Linked DNA regions of Gossypium hirsutum: all the other regions are linked to region 2. A link is a contact called in public Hi-C data. All regions are on one chromosome and are shown on one strand. Each heading gives the region's core, a stretch centred on a gene start, on an enhancer-like site or on the middle of the called end of the contact. The rest is flanking DNA. Distances are from core to core; before and after follow the strand shown. Region 1 has its middle 40 kb from the start of LOC107911450. Region 2 holds the start of LOC107913663 (glutathione S-transferase F8, chloroplastic). Region 3 has its middle 66 kb from the start of LOC107911450. Region 4 holds the start of LOC107911450 (fra a 1-associated protein-like).

Evidence for each region. A called contact is a pair of places that touch in the nucleus more often than the background predicts.
Region 1: a Hi-C map of leaf shows a contact between it and region 2, with 2.5 times the contacts expected there. The contact joins the enhancer-like site here to the promoter of LOC107913663 in region 2. A contact is called at or near these places in 5 of 34 Hi-C or Micro-C datasets (callus, hypocotyl, leaf and 1 more).
Region 3: a Hi-C map of leaf shows a contact between it and region 2, with 2.0 times the contacts expected there. The contact joins the enhancer-like site here to the promoter of LOC107913663 in region 2. A contact is called at or near these places in 2 of 34 Hi-C or Micro-C datasets (both in leaf).
Region 4: a contact with region 2 is called in a Hi-C map of leaf, with 3 times the contacts expected there. The contact joins the promoter of LOC107911450 here to the promoter of LOC107913663 in region 2. A contact is called at or near these places in 2 of 34 Hi-C or Micro-C datasets (fibers and leaf).

Annotation. Positions count from the first base shown.
Region 1 is chrD11:36,510,040-36,512,739 of Gossypium_hirsutum_v2.1, forward strand. No RefSeq gene overlaps it. Among protein-coding and RNA genes, the nearest start is that of LOC107911450, 40 kb to the left of the region's middle. Within about 2 kb of position 1,337, at least 1 of the 9 cell types and tissues checked has an H3K27ac peak or open chromatin away from gene starts, as enhancers often do. A contact at or near this core is called in leaf, where this site is marked.
Region 2 is chrD11:35,879,745-35,882,444 of Gossypium_hirsutum_v2.1, forward strand. LOC107913663 (glutathione S-transferase F8, chloroplastic) reads left to right here and starts at 1,385. Exons shown (of 3, transcript XM_016842313.2): 1 at 1,385-1,847; 2 at 1,921-1,969; 3 at 2,064-2,669. The coding sequence starts at 1,695. The coding sequence ends at 2,521.
Region 3 is chrD11:36,535,122-36,537,821 of Gossypium_hirsutum_v2.1, forward strand. No RefSeq gene overlaps it. Among protein-coding and RNA genes, the nearest start is that of LOC107911450, 66 kb to the left of the region's middle. Within about 2 kb of position 1,425, at least 9 of the 9 cell types and tissues checked have an H3K27ac peak or open chromatin away from gene starts, as enhancers often do. A contact at or near this core is called in leaf, where this site is marked.
Region 4 is chrD11:36,469,589-36,472,288 of Gossypium_hirsutum_v2.1, forward strand. It overlaps LOC107911450 (fra a 1-associated protein-like), which reads right to left and starts at 1,376. Exons shown (of 2, transcript XM_016839271.2): 1 at 1,111-1,376. The coding sequence starts at 1,289.

The DNA.
Region 1 (2,700 bases), core at 87-2,586, 630 kb after region 2:
TTACATGGATTATTAGTCCGAAGTTACTAGAAAGTTTATATAATTTAGAGTTGTCTAGTAAGTTGGGTGAAACCATATTTGCTGCAAATTAATTCAATAAAAGCTCGTCAAATCATATGAATAATTTCTTTACTTTATTTAGGTCGTAGAATTAGTCCCTTTAGAGTAATGCTGATCCTTATATCTCATGATTTTGGAAATTGACCTGTCTACTTAACATTCGCCTTGTTGATGTGGTGAACTTGGTCAACAAATTTTTTTACATAGATATTTGGATTTTTTTTTTTGGCTTAAAATATAGGAGTAAATTACTCAATATTGTGTCAGTAGATATATTATTTTTATTTTAGATCGTAGGCATGTTTTGGTGTATGGTTTCGGATTTGTTGATGCTTTTAAATATATTTTTCACACATATAGATAATTTAATTTTTAATTTCTTGATAAATTATTTATTTAAATATGTTTTACATATACATTTGTAGTCTAATATTTATTTAAATTATATATTATTTTGGTAAAAATAAATAAATTATATATTATATATACATGTAAATGTATCTCAACTACATCCATATAAATATATTTATATCTAAATATAAGTTTTAAATTTATTAATTAGGTATATAATTATAGAAAATATAAAATGGTTAAGAAAAACATTTAAAAGTTGGTTTAAAATATCAAAATTTTGTATCAATAGATACAGGTCGGTACACATCGATATTGGCCTAAATATATCGAAATGATCAAAACACACTAAAATTTTGACCGAAAATAGTACGTACTACAAGTATAATACCGACTACAATACGTAGGAGGTCAAATGATGTTTTTAACCTCTGTACTTTTATGGAAATACATATTTAATCCCTTTACAATAATTTTAATAAACTTTTATAACTTTGTTTGTTGAGATTTCAACTTCGAATCCAATCTTTAAAATATTAAAAAATGGTTGTATATTAATATTTAAAAAATAATATTGTTAAAATTATTTTTAATATAAATATTTAAATGGATAATATTTAATAGTAACATATAAAATTGTTAATTTATTAAAATGCTATTTTAAATTATCATTTAGTTATATTTATACTTGTTTATGGGTTGTGTTTAGACAAGGAAATCAACTTGGGTTAGCTTGGTCTAACTAGAATTCAAATTAAATAAATAAAAGTATTTATTTAATTTTAATTATAAAATATAAATGTAGACACTGTATTTTTTCAGAACTTAATGAAAAATTTTAAATTTGTTTCCATTGGATTCGTTCTTAAATTTAGAGATGGCAAAGAAGATGGTTTGGATGGGCTCAGGTTGGACTATCTTTGTATTTGAATTATTTTAGACTTAAATTATTTTGGATTTGGATCAGCTATATTCTCTATCTAGGGTTTTTTTGGGCTTGGACTTTTATTAGGTTTAGACTTTTTTAAGCTAGAGTTTTCTCAAACTTGGGCCCTTTTGGTTTTAGATTTTTCCGGTCTTGAATTTTCTCAAATTCAGATTGGTGAGTTGGGTGAGTTTAGTCAAATTTAAATAATTTTGATATTCTATAAATTATGTTTCAAACGTAATAATTAAATTTACTTTTACATAATGATAATATAATACAAATTCGATTCATATAAAGGAAATATTTTATATAAATTTTTATTTTAATATAAATATTGTATATAACATAGTATTTATTATATGTAATGTTTATGATTATATAATATATAATAATTTTACAAACATAATTAATCATATTATATGATATGTATATAACTTTTTATTTATTTGAATTATTATCTAATATATATAAGTCACGAGTTTGAAAAACATTAGAATTGACAAAAATGATTTTTATTATTTATTATATTACTAAATTAAGGTTTGAAACATTGTTATTTTATTATTAAATTTTGAATATTAAAAAATATTTAGTATATTTAGGTTTAAGGGTAAAAATATCCTTAGCAAAAAAAATCAATTAAACCCTCACAAGAATGCACTAAATTGAGCCTTTAATAAAAAAGAAAAGAAAAGAAAAGAAAGAACTCATCCAGGCCCTTTGGATAATGAAAACTCTCATTGACCAATCTAATTGTTAATAGATGCTTACGTGACTGACAAAATCAATGTGAAACTAACATGTGGCATGCAACCTAGACAAGTATGTTAATGTGACATATTTTAACCTAATTATGAATGTCACATCAATAAGCTTAACAAAAAAATTAATAGTATTAATAACTGGACTTGAATTTAAAAAATTAAAAAATAAAAAGACTAAATTCTTGAAAATAAAATTATATGAACTAAATTCCAAATTTATAAAAAGTGCAATAACTTATTATATATTTTAACTTAATTATTGATGTTTGTTTCATTATAAATTTGAACTTTTTCAAATTTTAAATCAGATCTATCTCATGCTTGAGCTCAGATCAATCTTGGGCCCAGGTCAACCTCAAGCTCAAGTTATTTTAAACTCAAATTTTCTTGAGTTTGAACTTTCTTGAGTTTGAATTTTTCTCATACTTAAATTATTAGGAATTTAAATTTTTTTCAAACTTAGATTATTATAAACTCAAATTGGTATAAAAGAATTTTTAAGTTGAGTGTGTTTTGTCACCTCTATTGAAATTTAATACGAAAGTTGTGTTTTTAACTCATTTTGGATATATTATTATTACTATTATCAATTTTTTC
Region 2 (2,700 bases), core at 135-2,634:
TTTTGTTATATTAAGCTTCAAAATTGGGCTAATATTTGGATTATTTCTAATTTCATGCGAACAGGAGATTAAAAGTTTGTATTTAGGTTAATATGCCCCTAAATTTTCTTCTGATGTGGAATATAGTATATGTATAAAGAAAATGTCGAATTTTCTATTCCGCCATATATTGATGTAACCAAAGCTTCAACATTATTTAATTTACACGTCATTATATGATAAGTTTTAGATTTTGAATATAATTTTTACCGTTTAATTTTCAAAAAATAAGTTTGATTTTTTTTAAGTTTTTTTGAAGTTTTGTTTATTTCTTAAAAATAGAAATAAAAAGAAATTTATCAAATTTAATCAACATGTAAAAATTATATTCAAAATTCAAAACCGCGACATATTTCATTCATTGTTGTGAATGCAATGTGTAAATTAAACAATGTTATAGCCTTTGGGTACATTCATACACAGCAGAAATAGCACAGGTATCAAATTGGGCTTATAGGTACCGCATTGTACATGAGATGAAAGTTGAGGGGTCAAATGAGATTATTAAAAAGATAGACGTTGATTGCCAACAACTCTTATTCCACTTCCAGCGTCTGTATCTCATTTCTCCATTTGATTTGTTTTTCCATTTATAGTTAACACGCCTGCTAGCCATTCAATTGCAATGGCTCTTCCTCCCGTTTTAAACACCCTTTCATCCCAACCCCACACCCACAGCAAAACCCAAACGACTTGGCCGCCGCAGTGGGTTCCATCGGCAGATTTTCTCGGGGTGAAGACCTGAAGCCTTATTTGTACTTTGCTGAAGGGTGTAAGAACGGCAGTAGCTGTAAGTTCGTTCATGGAGATACAGCTACTACCGTTCTTACAAAACCCTCCAGCATGGTGGAAATTCAACAGCATTTTGTCCGCCTTTGAATGAAAACGAGAGATATTACTTGGAGGAGCTGAATCAGATATTCCATCAGATGTATATGTTTGGGGGCTTGCTATATTTTATTGCATTTGATAATGTAGCTATCATTTACAAGCAACATCCGAGATACACAAGGTAAACTTCTTCTCATTAGATTTACCTTCCTAACGTTTAAAGACAAAGGTACCAATGCCATTGTACGCTGTAATAATAATAGGTAGAAGTGGAGCAACATAATATATGTAGTGGATCAGCGGCTTTAATGTGTATTTTTTATCATTTCAACTAAAACTTAGCTCATTTTTACTTTTATATAAATTAATTTTTTACCAACATCATAACCTAGTTAGTTATAATGTACCGTTGCGAGCATCTATTGTAACTGTCTATGAGAAGATGCATGCAAACACTTATCAAATGATAGTTGTAAGATTTAAACCGACATAAGCCTGCGGGTATTTTTGATAAAGCAATAGAACCAAAAGCATAATAAAAACATAAAAAGAAAACAAAAATCACAGAGCAAAGGGTTTCCAGAGTAGCAGCCAATATTTCTCTTTGTAGTCCATGTCTTGAAGTATTTTCAAGACCCAAACTTAGCCCAATGGAGCCTAAAATGCTGTAGGTACAAAACACCCTCTTTATGAGATTATGTCCTAGGTGGACCCACTTAACTCCACTCGTTAAGCAAGGGATAAAGTGGGTAGTGGATTAGGTGCAAGATCCTTTTATATGGGTGGAGTGTGTTAACGCAGGACAAAGTAGACGGCACTTCCAAATGGCAACTCCGGTGAAAGTGCATGGCCCCCCATTGTCTACTGCTGTGTCTAGGGTCTTAGCTTGTCTCATTGAGAAAGATGTTCAATTCCAGCTTATTCCCGTTAACATGTCCAAGGGCGAGCACAAAAGTCCTGATTTCCTCAAGATCCAGGTACATACATATATGAATGAATTATCTGCTTCCTGAAATTGAGCTAAACTATTTTAATTCATGGCTTCGACAGCCCTTTGGTCAAGTACCGGCATTTCAAGACGAAAGCACCTCCCTGTTTGGTAATCAATCATTCCCGAACTTGCATTTTGTGGTTGGTACTTTTTGTTTGAGTATTGTGGCTAAGATTTTGATTTGGGAAATTGAATTTTGTAGAGTCACGGGCGATTTGTAGGTATGTATGTGAAAAGTATGCAGAGAAGGGGAACAAGGGATTGTATGGGAGCAACCCGTTGGCGAAAGCTTCAATAGATCAATGGTTGGAGGCAGAAGGGCAGAGCTTTAACCCCCCAAGCTCAGTTCTGGTATTCCAACTTGCATTTGCACCCCGAATGAAGATTAAGCAAGACCAATCCTTGATCAACCAAAACCACGATAAGCTGGCTAAAGCGCTGGAGGTGTACGAGAAAAGGCTAGGAGAAAGTCGGTTCTTGGCCGGGGATGAGTTTTCATTGGCAGATCTTTCCCACTTGCCTAACACACATTATTTGGTGAATGCTACTGATAGGGGTGAGCTATTCACTTCCAAGAAAAATGTAGGGAGGTGGTGGGCTGAGATTTCCAGCCGTGATTCCTGGAAAAAGGTCGTTGATATGCAGAAGCACAGCAGTTGATACAGCCTTGCTCTGTTAGCTCGCCTTTTCCTACATGCTACTCTTGTTGTTAAACTCTATGAGGGATTTGCTGTAATTCCTTCTTGTTATTGCCTTTGTTGTTTACTTTTCGAGATGATGGCATGATTAATGTATTTGGTTTTGAGAATCCGAGATATGATAAAGCTAATTTTATTAAT
Region 3 (2,700 bases), core at 175-2,674, 660 kb after region 2:
TTATCCAATTTCCTTCATGAATACTCATGGGAGAGACCCGATCGAATATGGAGAAAATGTCGAAGTAAGTACAGTGGTAACTCCAGTGACTAGCGGTTTGGCTTTGTGACAGTTTTTATGGTCTATACTTTCTCCTTTTTTATGGATATTAAAATCATATGCTGGAATTGTCAAGGGGCTGCAAGCTCCAAATTCAGTGCTATCTTACAAAATATTTTGAGGTATCATAAATTGGATATTTTAGTTTCACCTGAAATGAGAATAAGTGGGAAAAAAGTAGATGAGGTAATAAGGAGAACAAAGTTTGATTGTTCATTTAGAGTAGAAGCAAAGGGATTCTCTAGAATGAGAATTTGATGATTGATATCGTTGAGGTGTCAAATCAAGTCGTCCATTGTCATCGTGTGAAGCAAGGTATGAAATAAAGTATCCTTTTTATTGTTGTTTATGCTACTCCAAACGCTTCAAAACGTAAGTTGTTATGGAATTATCTTGTATCTTTGAGGCCTCAAGGGAATGTACCATGGCTTTTTGGAGGATATTTTAATGTGTTTGTGTCCAATGAAGAGAGAAAATGAGGGGCAAGGGTGCGTTTGGGTATTGATGTGCTTTTCTGGGACTTTATGTTTGATCATGGAATGGTTGATTTGGGTTATAAAAGGTCATCTTTCACTTGGATTAGGGGATCACTTTTCCAATTTCTAGATGGTTCATTTGTAATGCAGATTGGATTGATTTGTTTCTTGATTCTTCTGTGGCTCATCTTCAACGTATAGGCTCTGATTATCGACTGATTTGTCTCTCTAATGTTATTCAAAGTATTCCCAATATGCTAAAGCCTTTTAGATTTGTTACTCATCTTCAATGTATATCCATTGAAATTTGTTTCTGTAGCAATGTTCTCTACATTTATATTATCTGCATATAATTCATGTAATGTAATATTATGCATAGCCATTCTTTTTTACATTTGTTTCTGTAGCAATGTTCTCTACATAGCCATTGGAATTTACTGATTGGAATCAAACAATGTTGAGCTCCCGGCCCTTTCAACTGCCAAATTAAATTTAAAATAAAACTTATTTTATTTTAAGTAAAACTTTTAAAATAAAAAAAGGTTGAGCTTTAACATTTTAAGTAATCTTATTTTATTTTTTTGTTCATTATATACAAAAAAAATATAATTTGATATTTGATATAATTTTAATAACAATTAATTTTAATAACAATTAGTTTTAAGAAAAAAGACGGGCCGGGCTTTATATTTTTTCCACGGGCCGGGCTTGAGAAAAATCTCAAACCCATATTTCGGGCCGAGCCGGGCCCGGGCCTAGGAATCGAGCTGAAATTTTTTTCCAGGCCTGGCCCGGCCCATGAGCACTTCTAGGCACCATCTCATAGTTCAACTATGGACGGTGGGCTTTGACCCATCGAGACCTTTCCCAAATAGGGTATTAGCCTGGATTCGCTTTTCGGGTCTGCCAGGGTTCCTATACCAAAAGAAAATATTAGAAGAGATTAAAAGTTTAAGTGGGAAAGTGGTAAAACTTGATATTAAATGGAGTGTGGTGCGAGGGGGTAGTTTGCTCATATGGCTGTGGTTGTTGATCAAGAGAAACCTCTAACCTCGCAAGTTTGAGTCAACGGTCGATTACAACGAGTGGATTTTGAGCCTTCGATCCGTGGATGGTGGTCAAACTTAAATTTCAACGCAAATAGGACGAAAATCGTAGGCTTAAAGCAAAAATTTCGGGGGAATTTTTGGAAGGTTCTAGATTTGGAGCTTTGTCCTTTCTAGATATGGAGGCTCAAATGGCAGATATGGGGGCACCAACTAAGGGACTAGGGAATATTAGGTTTAATAAGGTTGCCTTTCTTAAAAATTTAAAAGGCAAGGGGCTGGAATTGATGAATGGGTTGGCGGTTGGAGGAAAATTAGATGAGGGTCAGTTGGGCCACAGTGAGGAAATAAATCAGGGCTTTTGGGGGAGATTTACGCTGGGCAGGAGCTGGGGGCGTTTGGCCAGAATTCGGCGCGAGTTGAAGGCGTGTCGCATGAGGGTGCTGAATCGCAACAACCAACAAGCCTCACGCCTAAGTGTCCTGGGCCCCAGTAGGCAGTGGGCTATCCGCAGGAAAATAGTGGGTCATAGTAGGTAATGGGTCAAAATCCTATTTCCTTGGATTTGGGTTCAAATGAGGCAACGGATTGGTGCAAAAAAACCCAACTGCTCCAATTTCTCTTCCAAAAGATAAGGCAATCTCCTTACATGTGAATCCTACTTTCGAAGGACGGCATAGGGTAAAAGTGACTTTAATTGCTAATGTCCTTGACCTTAAAAGACATACAATAGTTACTTTCAAGGAGAATTTGGATAAAAATTCCAAATCCAAAATGGGGAAAGGATTATTAATGGCGCATAGGAATCCTTCTAGTATTTCTAGAGGGCATGGTGTTGAAAGCCGAAAAGAAAGTGGCATAATGGGAAATCGGTAATTAAATCTATTTGCAGGCATAGGGGAAGATTTAAACCTACGGGTAGTTCACGAGTCTCTCTTCAGGAAGCTATGGGATCTATGGCAGAGTTTATTAGCACACAAGTTGATACGAACTCACTTACAGGATGTAATTGAGTCATTTGATTGCCCGAACGAAAATTAAGTAGTTCTCATTTTAGTTTAACACAAGGGTAAATTTAA
Region 4 (2,700 bases), core at 126-2,625, 590 kb after region 2:
TTTGTTGAACAGGAACCGAAACACTTTGAAAATTAAGAATCGAGACTGAAACAGAGTCAGTGTCGCAACACGACACCTTTGTGTCACAACACCGCTCACAAACTCAAAGAATCAAGAAAATCACCACGACATCACGACACAACACCTCTATGTCGCTACATATAAGTCAGTATACGTAGGTTCTATAATTTCAGACTGTGTCGCAATATCGAACCCTGATGTCGCAACACAGAAATCCTGTGTCGCGACATCACTACAATTTTTTTGTAAGGTCGACCCAACCCATCGTACAACCTGATTGAGTAAAACCTAATCTTACCCAATTTTTAACCTTAAAACACCTTCTTTTAAAACCCAAAACACTTTTAACTAAAACCTAAACATCCCATGACTTCTAAACCTTTTCAAAATCTCTCAAAATTCTTAAACCTTAAAACCCTTAAATCCTAAAAACCTTATCTGTTTTTGTCATATTTTGTTGAGACATTTCTTTTCTCCTAGCATTTTCATTTTGGTGCAGGTCATAATCCACAAGGAACAAGCTCTCGCAAGGAATAAAAAACATTTAAACTGAGGTTGAGGGTTACTAACTTATTTTTATAATTTCATTGGATACATTGTTTGATATTTTGTTAGTTTCTAGATAGAAATTTTATAGAAAATGCCTCAAAAAAATCTAGAGAACTAAGGAACCCGAATCATAAAAAAAAAAGTCTATGATTAGAAACATAAACTTTGAAATTTTGGATTTGGATTTCATTTGCTAAACCAAATGCACATTTTAGGTATAAATCAGCTTAATATTCGATATGATTATATATTTGAAACGTATAAAAGCATACAAGATCATGATTTGATTTTAAAAAAATCATAAATGTTCCAATTATATTTATCGCACTACTTCACTATTTTTTAAAATCCAATATCTCAAACGTAACCTCATACAATTACAATAATTGTGCATATCAAGTTTACGTAATTCAATTAGTTAACGTAAAATTAGGGCTAATATTTTCTGATGATTACAACAGATTGAGAATTTTACATTAAAAATTTTGCAGTAATAATCAAATATAAAAAGGAGAAGTTAAACGTTGGGATTGGTTTTACCTTCCAACGCATTCTCTAAGAACTTCTTCAGTTTTCTCGCACTTTCGAATGAACTTTCCAGGCTCGACTTCTTCGTTCTTGCACTTCGATTGGATCACCTTTCGGGTAGAGCAATGATCGCCGTCGAGAGTGGCGGATTTAACCGCGTCGTTTGGGTCGTCTTTCCACACCCAACCCATTTTCTTTCTTCTTTTTTTACTTTCTCTCTCTATTGTGCGATGCTGTTTCTAGACCTTACTATTATATATTTCGCTGTTACGTTTCGTTTGCGGCAAGGGAAGCGATACTGTTATACTGCCTGTGGAATGTGGTGATGACCGGCCCAAAAAATGATATGATTGAGCCTGAATGGTTGAGATTTTGGATAAAGGCATTGACCCAACAATTTCTCACTTGCTATTCTCCAGTTTTATTTTTTACCAATTGGCCCGAATTTCAATTTTGTAAATGAGTGTTTTCGGCTTTATTCACTTTTGGCCCATGAATTACACTCGTATTGGCATTTAGGCTTCTTTTTGTTCCATTGAAAGCGGTAAAAAAACCATTATCCAATTAGAGCACGCCACATTTACCCCGCTAATATGGCTGTTGACTGCTGATGTGGCCATTGACTGGGCGTTCATCAGTTAAAAAATCATTAAGAAAAATGTAAATTTTATTTTCAAAATTTGGAATAACATGTTACAAAATTGAAAAAAATAGCAAAATTACAGAATTTTTTTTGTATAAGTTATTAAACATTATAAAAAATTGAAAAAATATTAAAATCATAAAATTATTAAAAACAACTGTAAAAATAATAAACATTATGAATAATTTAACAATTATGAAAAATTAAAAAGTAGTAAATTTTAATAAAATAAAATAAATATTAAAATTTGAAAATTGATGTTCCAGACTTTGGCCAGTATTCAAGTCCATCGTTCTTATGGTTTTGATACCTGAAACGTTACTTTTAAAGAAATTGATGTTCCCAATTCCATACCCATTTTTCAGAAATAAAAGCTAAAAAATTGGCTAGTATTAATTCATCTTCTCATGCCACTAATCATCAAAACCAAAGTTAGCTTTAAATTCAAAAAATAAAAATTTCAGAACATCATAGCCATTTCCCCTGACAACGAATTATTTGAGTCTATAAGAGTTTATGAAAGACGATGTAAATGGCGGCAGATAAGCAAGAAACTTGGAAGCTCGCAGGATGGTGCCAATCTAAATGGTGGCAAATAGGAACTCAAAGGTTTTCCGGCTTTGAGCTTCGAGGAATCGAAAGAGTGGCGCTATTCATTGAAGAAGACGCCGAAATCCAAAGGCGATGGTAAAGGAAGTGACAACATCAAATAAAAAATTTTGCAATTCCCTTAAACTTTTCAAATAAAACGTCGAAAAATACTTTTTAAAAATTAAAAGGATGTTGTTCCTCGAAGAATGGGGGTTTGAACCGTCAATGATTCAATGTAAAGAAATTTGGCCTCTAGTTCAATATCGTCGATGGGAACATTTTTATATTATTACCAAAGACTCTGTCGTGGTCCTGATAGTTCAGGAATTTTATGCATTTCTTCGGGACCAAGAGACTAAAGGGATAGA